Linked DNA regions of Mus musculus: region 2 is linked to region 1. A link is a contact called in public promoter capture Hi-C data. All regions are on one chromosome and are shown on one strand. The core of a region is the stretch at or near the end of the contact, and the rest is flanking DNA. Distances in the headings are between cores, read along the strand shown. Region 1 holds the start of Abi2 (abl-interactor 2). Region 2 overlaps Raph1 (Ras association (RalGDS/AF-6) and pleckstrin homology domains 1).

Region 1 (5,377 bases), core at 803-3,302:
ACAACTCTCCCCTGCCATGTTGGAACTAACATCTTGTGACAACAGATAAAAAGAGACCTTTTAACATTTATTAACTCAGCAGGCAACTAGCTTCAACCAATCTAAAAGATGAGCTTGTTGAAAGGCCCCTCTGATTTTGATGTATCTGCTTCTCTGATGTACCCACCAGTGTATTTTAAAATTGCTTCCATTTACAACTTTTATTCTGTAAAACTACAAAAACATGATGAAACTCTTTCCACGCTGGAACATGGAATTTGAGGTAGCCTAAAGTCTGTGTTTCCTGGCCAAAGTCACTCAAATGGCTCCAGAATAAACCCTCCCCTATTTCCTTTAAGATGAAAACTACAATTTTTACATTAACAAACTTTTAAAAACATTTTCTTGTTTATGTGTGTGTTTCTATCTGAGTGTATGGCACATGAGTGCAGGTACCAGTGAATGACAAGTCAGGGTGTTGTATCTCCTGCAGTGATTGTGAACAGCATGACACGGATGTTGGGAGCCAAACTCTGATCCGCTGGAAGAACAGTGTGTGCTCTCACGGCTGAACCATCTCTCCAGACCCATCAACACAGTTTTTTGATTTACTGGTTTGTATAAGAGTCTGATCTGATGTTTGTTTTCTTCACCTGTTTGTACCTCATTTCCTGAAACAAGTGCATGTGTCTATACATAACTATCCCCCTCCACACACTTTAGGCTTCTCTTCTTTTTCCACACATAGTTAAACTCAGCTACAAACCCCAGCTCTCCCTTTTGTTTTTAACAAGCTTCTCACACTTAGAACATTCACACTAAGACAGGTGTTTAAAGTGCTGAACAATAGATCCAGGTGGACCACATCATCATTTAAAAATACTGTTTTAGGCTCTGCGGCAAAAGCTCACGCATATTGGTAATGTATTTATCATAAAGCCAACGTAACAACACAGGGTTTACTCCACAAATATGTGAGCGAGTGCATTTGATTTTTTTCTAGGAATGTATAATCGTTCCCTCATCATCTGAAATTTGATCACAGGAGGCCAAGTGACAGCAAGAGCAATAAAAGTTGAAACCACAAATCCTAAACTCTAAACCCCTCTAAGATGGTGGGTGCCCTTTGGGTTTCCACAGAACTAACAAAGATTGTGGTCTTGATATCACAGAAGGTGTCAGTTTTATTTATTTTTTTCAAGTTTCACGGTGTGGGCCAATCATATTTATGAAAAAAGATTAGATATCTGGATAACAAGACCAGGATGAACGTCCTTGAATTTGTAGTACTTAATCTGAAAAAAACGCACGTTTGTCATTGTTCGTTTAATCTTATTCATGCTACAACCATGTGAATAAATAAAATAGTACCAGCAAAACCACCATCGAAATTTTAAAAAAAGTGAAGTGAGGAGGAGGCCCAGGCTGGGCAACCACAGCATGTGGCTGTAATTCCAGTCAGCCCGGTCTATACAGGAGACCATGCCAAGAAGAAAGAGAGGACAGGACAGGGGACGGAAGGGAGTGAATGAATGAATGAATGAATGAACGAACGAATAGGTTTGGGACTAGGTAACTGCAATTTGTAAAGAAGCCGATGAGGTTCAAGGTGGTATTTAGAGCTGCCTGGAAGTTCAGTGGCTCTGCCTGTTCGGATGAGGTGTTATCTTTCACAGAGCTTGTGAAGACACTGTGTCCTCTCCCTAGGCGAGCTTCCTCAGGCAGATGACCTCCGCAGGGTTCCGGCCCCGGGTGAAGTGCAGAGGTGAAGATGGGGGGCGGCGGCGTGAAGCAGCAGGGAGCAGAGGTGCATTCCCGCCCGGCTAACAAAGGCTGCTGAGGACTCCCAGACCCAGGAAGGCCGCGCGGGGCCGAAGGGTTAACCCAGAGCCCCGCTCCCGCGCGCATCCCGGCCCCCGCCCTCCCGTCGCTAGGAGACGCCGGAAGTGGGGGAGGGGCGGCGCGGGTGGGAATCTTTTTCGGGCGCTGGGGGCGGGTGGAGGGGAGCGCGCGTGCGCGCGCCCGTCGCCGCGGTGACCGTCCTCGCGGCCCGTCGGCTCGCGCCCCGCCTCCATTCCCCTCCGCCCCCTCCCTCGTCGCGCGCCGTAGGGTGTGTGTGGGGGGGTAGCCGCTCGCTCCTCCCGATTCCCGCCGCGTCCGCCGCTGCTCCTCCTCTCCCGGGCGTCGCGGCCGCTGCCTCTGCGGGCTGTATGAGGAGGAGTAGGAGGAGGAGGAGGAGGAAGAGAAGGATGTGAAGATGGCGGAGCTGCAGATGCTGCTGGAAGAGGAAATCCCGGGGGGCCGCCGGGCTCTCTTCGACAGCTACACGAATCTGGAGCGGGTGGCCGACTACTGCGAGAATAACTACATCCAGGTGCGATGCGACGCGGCCCCTCGCGCGGCTCGGCGCGGCAGGACGCGGGCTGTGAGGGGCGCGCGGGGCGATGGCGAGCGGGGGAGGCCGCGCGGTGCTCGGTCCAGGGAGCCGCGCCGGGGTAGGGACAGGGCGAGGGCGGCGGCTGCAGGGAGCGAGGGTCGCCACCAGGCCCCAGCAGCCCCGTGCGAGTGACCGGTGCGGTGCCGTGCGGTGCGTGGCGTCCCGCCCCCTCGCCTCTGCCCCGTCGCCCCCGCAGTCCTCTCCTGTCAGTGTTCCGGATGGCGGGGGAGGTGGCGAGTGGCGTTTTCTGTCTAACGGGATCTTGCTCGATGGCAGGCTTGTGTGACAGAGGGATAGGTTACCCCCTGCCCAAATTCCGAGGGACCCCCTTTTTATTAAGGGGTCCTTTTTCTGCAAAGTGAAATGCCTCACTTCTCCATTCCTGCGAATGTACCCTGAAGACAAAACAAAAATTCTTAACCCTTAAGTTTAAACATTTTTAAAATGTAAAAGGGGCATGGTGGAACGGCTGTCTCTTATTGCAAGTTAATACCATTTTTTTTTTCTCCTCCCTGTGGAGAATGGGAAACTGATAATGAGCTGCCTTTCCTTCTCAGGTCTCGTTAGAATAGGTAATTTTCCTTTGGGGAAAAAAGAACTATGACTATTTTCACAAAGAATTAGGGAAACGAACCACATGGTTTAGTTTTTTTCCCATGATGATTGGTTTGGCCCAGGGACTTCAGTGTATGTGTGTGTAGGAAGGTGAGAAGTGTGTGTGGGGCGGGGCATTGGTGAGATGAGAACCAGCTGGTCATGGGATAAATGTAAAAATTTTGTGAAGCAACACTTTAAAAATTAACTCATGGTATGCAAATCCAGTATCTCTTGTTTTCCGTAGGGCTTATACTGAATTACAGGTTGTGTCTACATTTTTTTTACTCCCGTTTAAATTCTTTGGATAAAATGGAATGGAAGCGTGATGCTTAAACTGTTAGCTGTATTTTAATGTTCTTGTCCCTACTCCCGTCCCTGCAGATATCCTTAACAGCAGTTGTATTGAAAACATTCTCAAATCTGAGTATGAATTGGAAAAAAAAAAAAAACCCCAAAAAACCAAAACAAAAAAACCCAGATGCTGCAATTTATAGGATCTTAAGTTTTTTGAGGACCACATTGTTAGTCAAAGACAATGTGCTTAGATTTTATTTGGTTATACACACACTGAACTCTACTATTATGTTGTAAACATTTGTATTGAGAATGAATCAGACATAATTGAATCTTCTCCCCTAAAAAGAAGTGGTGGAAAGTGTGTGTTCAGTAGGAAGAGTGTGTGTGTCTTTGGTCAAAGATTGATCAAAATTCCCCACAAATGTCTGTCAGATACTTTACAAATACAGAGCTATGTAGGAAGCATTCAAAGGTTTTACTGCAGGCTGGAGAGATGGCTCAATGGTTTAGAGCACTGACTGCTCTTCCAGAGGTCCTGAGTTAAGTTTCCAGCAACCACATGGTGGCTCACAACCATCTGTAATGGGATCTGATGCCCTCTTCTGGTGTGTCTGAAGACAGCTACAGTGTACTCATATACATAAAATACATCTTAATCAAAACAAAACAAAGATTTTTATTGCTTATCCTGAACTCTTCTGGGGTTTATAATATAGTTCAAGAGACCGATCTGTGAGCAAATTAAATAGCAATACCATGTACCATCAGCCCTTCTTGTGGGAGGAGGAAATAGTCTTCCTTCTTCTTGTCATTCCCAAACAGTGTAACAACTACTTAACGTGCCATGTACATTTTATTATATAGTATAAATAATGTACAGATTTGAACTCTAGGGGAGGATGTGTGATAGATTGAATGTAAATTTTATGCCATTTTATGTAAAGGACTTCAGTATCCAAGGATGGGGTTGGAGTGGGGATTGGGGTGGGGTGGGAGTGTGTCCTAGAACTAATTCCTATTGGATACTGTGCGACGAGCTAAGTATAGTTAATTTATACTTTGTAGGGAATTGTGGGTAGAAAGGTGATGCTTATTTTCAGGGCGTCACAGCTGCTTGGAGAGGCAAAACCTAAAAGACCCAAAGTGCTAATTGTGTTCCCTTGTGTAACATAGTATGGGAAAGTCTTATCTGTCAGAAGAGAAATTGGGGAGTGGAAAAGTGATTAGATTGCAATTGCAGCCAGCTAATAAGAAAAAGGTTTTTGAAAGATGAATGTTACCATAATTTGAGATTATAATTGCCACATAAAGGGAAAGTACATGAATTGATAAAGTGGAGAGGTGAAAGAGATCACATTGTCTTAAAATTTATAATTCTAGCCTACAGAGTATCAAAGTTGGTGTGTTATTTATACTTATACTTATTCTTTTTTTTTTTTTTTTTTTTTTTGAGACAGGGTTTCTCTGTGTAGCCTGGGCTGTCCTGGAACTCACTTTGTAGACCAGGCTGTCCTCCAAGTGCTGGGATTAAAGGCACCACCACGCCCGGCTCTACTTATTCATTTTTGGTGTTGGGGACTGAACTCGGTCTTGTGCTTGCTAAGAATACAGGCTACCACTGAAGTACACTCAGCCCACTGTAAAAGTATATTTATTTTTTAGAAGTAGATTTTGAATTTGAAGCCATCTACTATTTTTAATTTAGTATCTGAGATAGAGTTTATACTTTTGTTTCATAGGTTGTCCTCTGTTGTGGGATTCACTGGATTTATTACTGTAGTACTTTCCCAGGATGATATTTTTACATGATTTGTTTGTAGTACATTGATACTACAACAACAACTGGTGATAGTTGATGTGTGCAGCGCCAGCTGTACATTTGGCTGGTTCTTCTGATGGAAGGACTGACCAGCAAGAGTCCTGATGCTGTCTGTGACCCTGTAACACATGAAAGTCAATTGGCAGGATCACTGAGCAAATGACCAATTAACCTTTTATGGTGGTGTTGTGTCTTAGTTTCTAGCTTCAGTCAGCTAAATCAACAACATTTTATTGTATGGAATTATA
Region 2 (5,377 bases), core at 1,578-4,077, 130 kb after region 1:
AAAACTAAACATGAAATCAACGTATTTGACAATGGGCTAAATTAAATGAAAGGATAGTTCTCAAAAATGAAATAGAAATGGTCAAAAAAATGTATGAAAGAATGTTCATCTCAGATTAAGCAAATTAAACCAGTCTTTCAGAAAGACAAATATCATCTCACTAGCTATCAGAGAAATGTGAATTAAAACACTCAGATTCTATTTCACTCTAGTCAGAATGACAGCCATTAAGAAAACAAACAATAAACAGGTGGTGGGGACTAAGAGAACCCTTCAACAGTGTTGATAAGAACATCAACCACTTCAGCCACTAAGGAAATCACCAAGGAGTGTCTAAGACAACTAAAAATAGACCCAGCAGGTATTTACCCAAAGGATGTCAAATCAACATCATGTAGACATTTGCATGCCAATTGTTTATTGCAGCTCTATTTAGAATAGCTAAGTATGAAACCAACCAAGCTGCCTAAGAACAGAGGAACTGATAAAGAAAATGTGACATATAAACACAACCAAATTTCTTCATCTGTAAAGAACAATGAAGTTATGTGATTTGCATGAAAATGGATGTAACTGGAGATACTCAGACTAAGCAAATTAAGCCAGTCTTTCAGAAAGACAAATATCATTTGTTTTCTCATATGTGGTTCTGGATTTTAATTTACATTGAATATATAAAATCATTAAGTATATAAAACCACGGGAGCAGAAGCTTAACTGTTCAAGGGAATACAGAGATTAAAGGGGAAGGAAAAAGGTAAGAAAGCGAAGGAGAGGGAGGTCTCAGAGGCAATATACTCAATGTAGAATATACACTATACCACATATGTCCTTATATAAAATAGTGTAAGAAATATACAGGGAGAAAAATTTTAAAGATTTTTGTGTAAAGGAGCAAAATGTCTGCAAAGTTGTTTTCAGGAGACAGAAGGAGAAAAGTGTGTACGTGTGTACATGTAGTGAGTGGGAAGTGTGTGGGTGGAGATGGAAAAAGAGAAATGATAACCAGGCAAAATGTAACAACAGGTGGGTTTGAGTAAAGAAAGTATGGGAAATGTCTGCAATGTCAAAACTTTTCTATAAGTTTGAAATTATATTAGAATAATGAAAGGAAAAAAGACAAAAAAAATAGGGTCAAGAAGGAAGTTATAATTTAGTCAAGAAACAAAGTCAATATGTAGATTATTTAAAATCCAGAGTAATCTTAAAATGAAACATAGGCTACTAAACATATTTTACTAAACTAAACATACAACCTAGTCAAAGGATACTGAAAAATTATTGTATAATTCTTTAGCATGTGGTTTTAAAATTATATGTGCATATATATTACTCTTCCTAAACTATTTTCCTGCTTATTCAATTACCGTTTTAGACATAGTCTGATGATGATTAAAAATTAATTTTATCTAATGCAAAGAGAACAATAATTACTCCACAGATAATTCAAAGAGACATTCAAGCAACAATATGAACTAACCAGTACCCCCAGAGCTCCCTGGGACTAAAGCATCAAAGAAAACACATGGTGGGACTCATGGCTCCAGATGCATATGTAGCAGAGCATGGCCTAGTCGGTCATCAATGGGAGGAGAGGCCCTTGATCCTGTGAAAGTTCTATGCCCCAGTGTAGGGGAATGCCTGGGCCAGGAAGTAGGAGTGGGTGGGTTGGGGAGAAGGGGGAGGGGGAGATAGGATAGGGGATTTTTGGAGGGGAAACTAAGAAAGGGGATAACATTTGACATGTAAATAAAGAAAATATCTAATTAAAAAAGAGAGAGAGGGGGGTTCAAGGACTTTCTAAACTCACATCAAAAGACAAATAAACAAAGAAACCCTAAACAATTAGTCAGGTATACCTAGGTGGCTTCTGCCTACAACCACTACCTTCAGGAGGAGGCTGAAGCTAACGGCTGTTGCAGGTCTGAGGCCAGCCTGGACTCCAGAGGGAAGCTATGTCTCAAGTCACTTTAGCCTCTACCTCTAAGGGCTATCTAATTTACTACAAGTTAGGAAAACATCAGAATTTAGTTCCAAATCAAATACTACTACTACTCATCAAATAAGCTAAAATGCGGGCTTTAGGGTTTTTTCAATGGGTGTTTGGCTTAGTGGAGAGATGGCTTAGTGGTTAGAGCATGCACTGTTCCTAGCACCTATGTCAGTCAGGTGGCCCCAAACGGCCTGAAACTCAAGCTACCAAGAGGCCAAAGCCTCTGACTTCTTAGAGCATCTATACACACATACACAAAAATTTAAACATAAAAATAAATTTTAAGTAAACCTAGATGTTTTGATTTTTAAAAATGTTACCAACCACATGAACAAAGGGAATAAAAGGGTATCCTGGAGCTTCCTATTATTCATTAACTTTAGTATGTCCTGACCTCTTGCTGACAAGACAACACTATAGCTGATCAGATATCCTCTACCTGATAAAGCTTTCAGATGTTTGTTTCATTTATTTTATAAACTTAAGATTTCTAGGAAACACATCTTATAAATCCCGATAGAAGATGAATTCAATACTGCTTCCCATGCAACCAACCCACCCACCCATGAAAACAGACGTCACTAAACAAACGCTCAGCAGTATAGCCAAGAGGCCAGCCTGCATTTTTGTTTTTAAAAAGCAAACATCATATATAGCCTCCAACATTTTAATGTGTACAATTCAGTGAATCTTAATTATATTCACAGTGCCACACAGCCTTCCACTGTCAAATTCCAATATAAGTTTAGGGAAAAAAACTTAAGCTAAGCTATGCCTTCAAAGTGTTAGGCTTCATCACTCAGGGCTCAGACCCCCTGGAGGTGTATTTTGGCTGCCTGTGTTCAGCCCAAGCCTGAGGCTGTTTTTCTCAGTACCTGCAGGAAGCTCCTGAGGCCACACTCTTTTTTTTTTTTTTTGCATTTCTATACCTTTCACCCTTCTTGGTTCAGTTCTTCTTTAAAAACAAACAAACAAACAAACAAACAAACAAACAAACAAACGTGTGTCAGAATGCTATGTAAGAAACAAAACTTAGATACTACTTTCTCTTCCAATGACCACAAATTGTGTACCTGCCTACAGCATTTAGCTAACCAGCCTCTATCATAGCTATCTGTGCACGTGTCTCTACAGTCCCTACACCCATGTAGGCTGCAAGCTCTGGAAAGAGAGAACATAATAGTTCTTATTTATCATTCTAGAGAATCATTCTTTATTAACTTACTTTGGGGGGCCAAATTTAAAGCAAGCTTTATTAAATATTAAATACTAACTAAGAGATGGACCTAGGTCAGGGCCATTCTCTGGAATTTCCCAGCTGATATTTATTGATCTAAATTTTAAAACTTTTTTTTTCCCCAAATATTCCCAATTTAGGATCTTTAAATATTAAGATGATGTTAATTTAAGATGACTCAAAGCTAAAGAAACACTTCTTTAAAAAAAAAAAATCAACTCATCTGGTTAAAAGTAAATAAATAAAGGAACGACCACATTTTAAAATTTCTCTACCAACAGCAGAATTAAGAAAAACCAGGAAAATCTGACTCCACACAATTTCAGTGGAATGTTTCCTAAGGATATTTTAAGACATGATTTAGTTATGCTAACAATAATAAATGCATATTATAAGGACAAAGTCTGAACTCAAATTAGTTTTTTTTAAAATAATCCATTCAAATTATAAGTATTAAGAAACCTTACATGGTAGATTAAAAAAAAAGTGCTCGCCTCAAAGCACTTAGCTTGATGTTCAGGAGTCAATGGTGGAAAGAGAAAAACAGCTCCCACAAGTTGTTCTCTGACCTCCAAATGTGCCACGGCACACTGTGTAAGTGAGGGTGTGCACATGAACATGCATACTCATTAAAATGTGTTTTTTTCCCTAAAGTGAAAAAAATTACATTTGTCATGATGTAGCTCTCCTTCTAACGGCTATCTCTGTTCTAACAAGTTTCTTTAAAGTTCTGCTTCTACCTGGCAGTGTTCAGGGTCATCCTCATTTACATAGCAAGTTTGAGACAAGCCTGAACTACATGGAACCTGGGTGTGGTAGCATAAGAGCACTGGAGTTTAGGCCAGCCTGCTCCATACAGTGAATTCCAGTCCAGCCAGTATTACACAGTGATACCTAACCCTAAAAATAAGTTTTAAAATTTGCTGAGTATTCAAATAATATATGCTAATCATCTCCTTTCTATTTAAAGACTTCATTTTTTAAAACTTACGTGTCTCTCTCAATTTCCAGGTCTCCTAACATTTTAAAACAAATTCTTGTTAAATCTGAAATTTCAAACAAGTAAGTAAATCACCTATTTGTATGTCCTGAATCTGGGAATGGTCATTATAGGGCAAAAGATCAGCTAAAGAAAACGAGTCTGTTAAGAATCCTCTAGTTTGAGCCACCTAGAACTAAACAAGGGGTCTGAAAACCACAAGCGATTTCTCTTCTAATGCTACCATTAGCTACACAGAACTCTGATTAAGCACTGGCATGGTTTTCTTAATCTTCAGAGAAGGGGAAAGTCTGAGACAGATAAACTGATACCAGAAGAATCCCCTCCACCCACTTTAAGTGTTCTTCTGTAAAGGTTTATTATTTAAACATCAACTTCACTCTACCTTCCTATCAATTTGTCACTCTACCCTCCCCAATCCTTGTGTGTACATGGAAGAAGGGATTACAGTATTCTAATCTGAAAAGAAAGAAAAAAAGGTTTATTATTTAAATATTAACTTCACTCTACCTTCCTATTATTTGCCAGTCTTCCCTGATCTTTGTTCCAGAAGAGGTATTGAAAGAAAGTAAATGTGGGACCTGTGATTCATGTAATTTATGTCAAATAGCCCAAAGAGTTGTTTGTGAGCTTTGAAACCTGGGGCTGAGAACATAGCAGAACAGGCCAGGACATTCCTGAGGCTGCTTTGCCATAAAGATAAAGAGAGATAAAGAGAATGACATGCAGGACTGGCCTGGTGCCTCCCTATCTCCCGCCCTTCTGACCTAAGTTAAATTAACAGGCTGCTGATGTTTAAATGAACCAATCATGTGAAACCGTGCAATTCCTCCCCCAGCCCCAGCCCCTTTTCTATAAAAAAAAAACCCCTAACTTCCAAGCCTTGTGGTCGAATCCACTGTCTCCTGCATGAGATATGTTTCGACCCGGAGCTCCGCAATTAAACTACCTCATGTTTTTACATCAAGACGTTCTGTTCTGTTCGTGATTCTTGGGTGCACACCGAATCAGGAATTGAGTGGGGGATTCCCCACTAGGTTCTTTCACTTGGAGGCCCCAGCGAGATCTGCATGACACCCAGGAACTCAGAAAGACCCCTTGGAGGTACGTTTGTTTGTGTGCGTCTTACATGTTGTCTGTTGTCTAG

The links. Promoter capture Hi-C pulls out the DNA fragments that hold promoters and counts their contacts.
Region 2: a contact with region 1 is called in a promoter capture Hi-C map of embryonic stem cells, with 2.0 times the contacts expected there. The contact joins the enhancer-like site here to the promoter of Abi2 in region 1. A contact is called at or near these places in 4 of 39 promoter capture datasets (the 3T3-L1 cell line, 3T3-L1-derived adipocytes, the HPC-7 cell line and 1 more), 2 of 15 datasets of contacts at CTCF or cohesin (the G1E-ER4 cell line and pro-B cells), 5 of 484 Hi-C or Micro-C datasets (the Ba/F3 cell line, the G1E-ER4 cell line and large pre-B cells), 3 of 115 datasets of contacts at active chromatin or transcription factors (effector CD8 T cells, embryonic stem cells and memory CD8 T cells) and 2 of 9 other capture datasets (adipose tissue and pancreatic islet).

Annotation. Positions count from the first base shown.
Region 1 is chr1:60,407,567-60,412,943 of GRCm38.p6, forward strand. It overlaps Abi2 (abl-interactor 2), which reads left to right and starts at 2,053. Exons shown (of 12, transcript NM_001198570.1): 1 at 2,053-2,353. The coding sequence starts at 2,237.
Region 2 is chr1:60,541,029-60,546,405 of GRCm38.p6, forward strand. All of the region lies in intron 1 of Raph1 (Ras association (RalGDS/AF-6) and pleckstrin homology domains 1), which reads right to left. Among named protein-coding and RNA genes, the nearest start is that of Raph1, 23 kb to the right of the region's middle. Within about 2 kb of position 2,828, at least 9 of the 459 cell types and tissues checked have an H3K27ac peak or open chromatin away from gene starts, as enhancers often do. A contact at or near this core is called in embryonic stem cells, where this site is marked.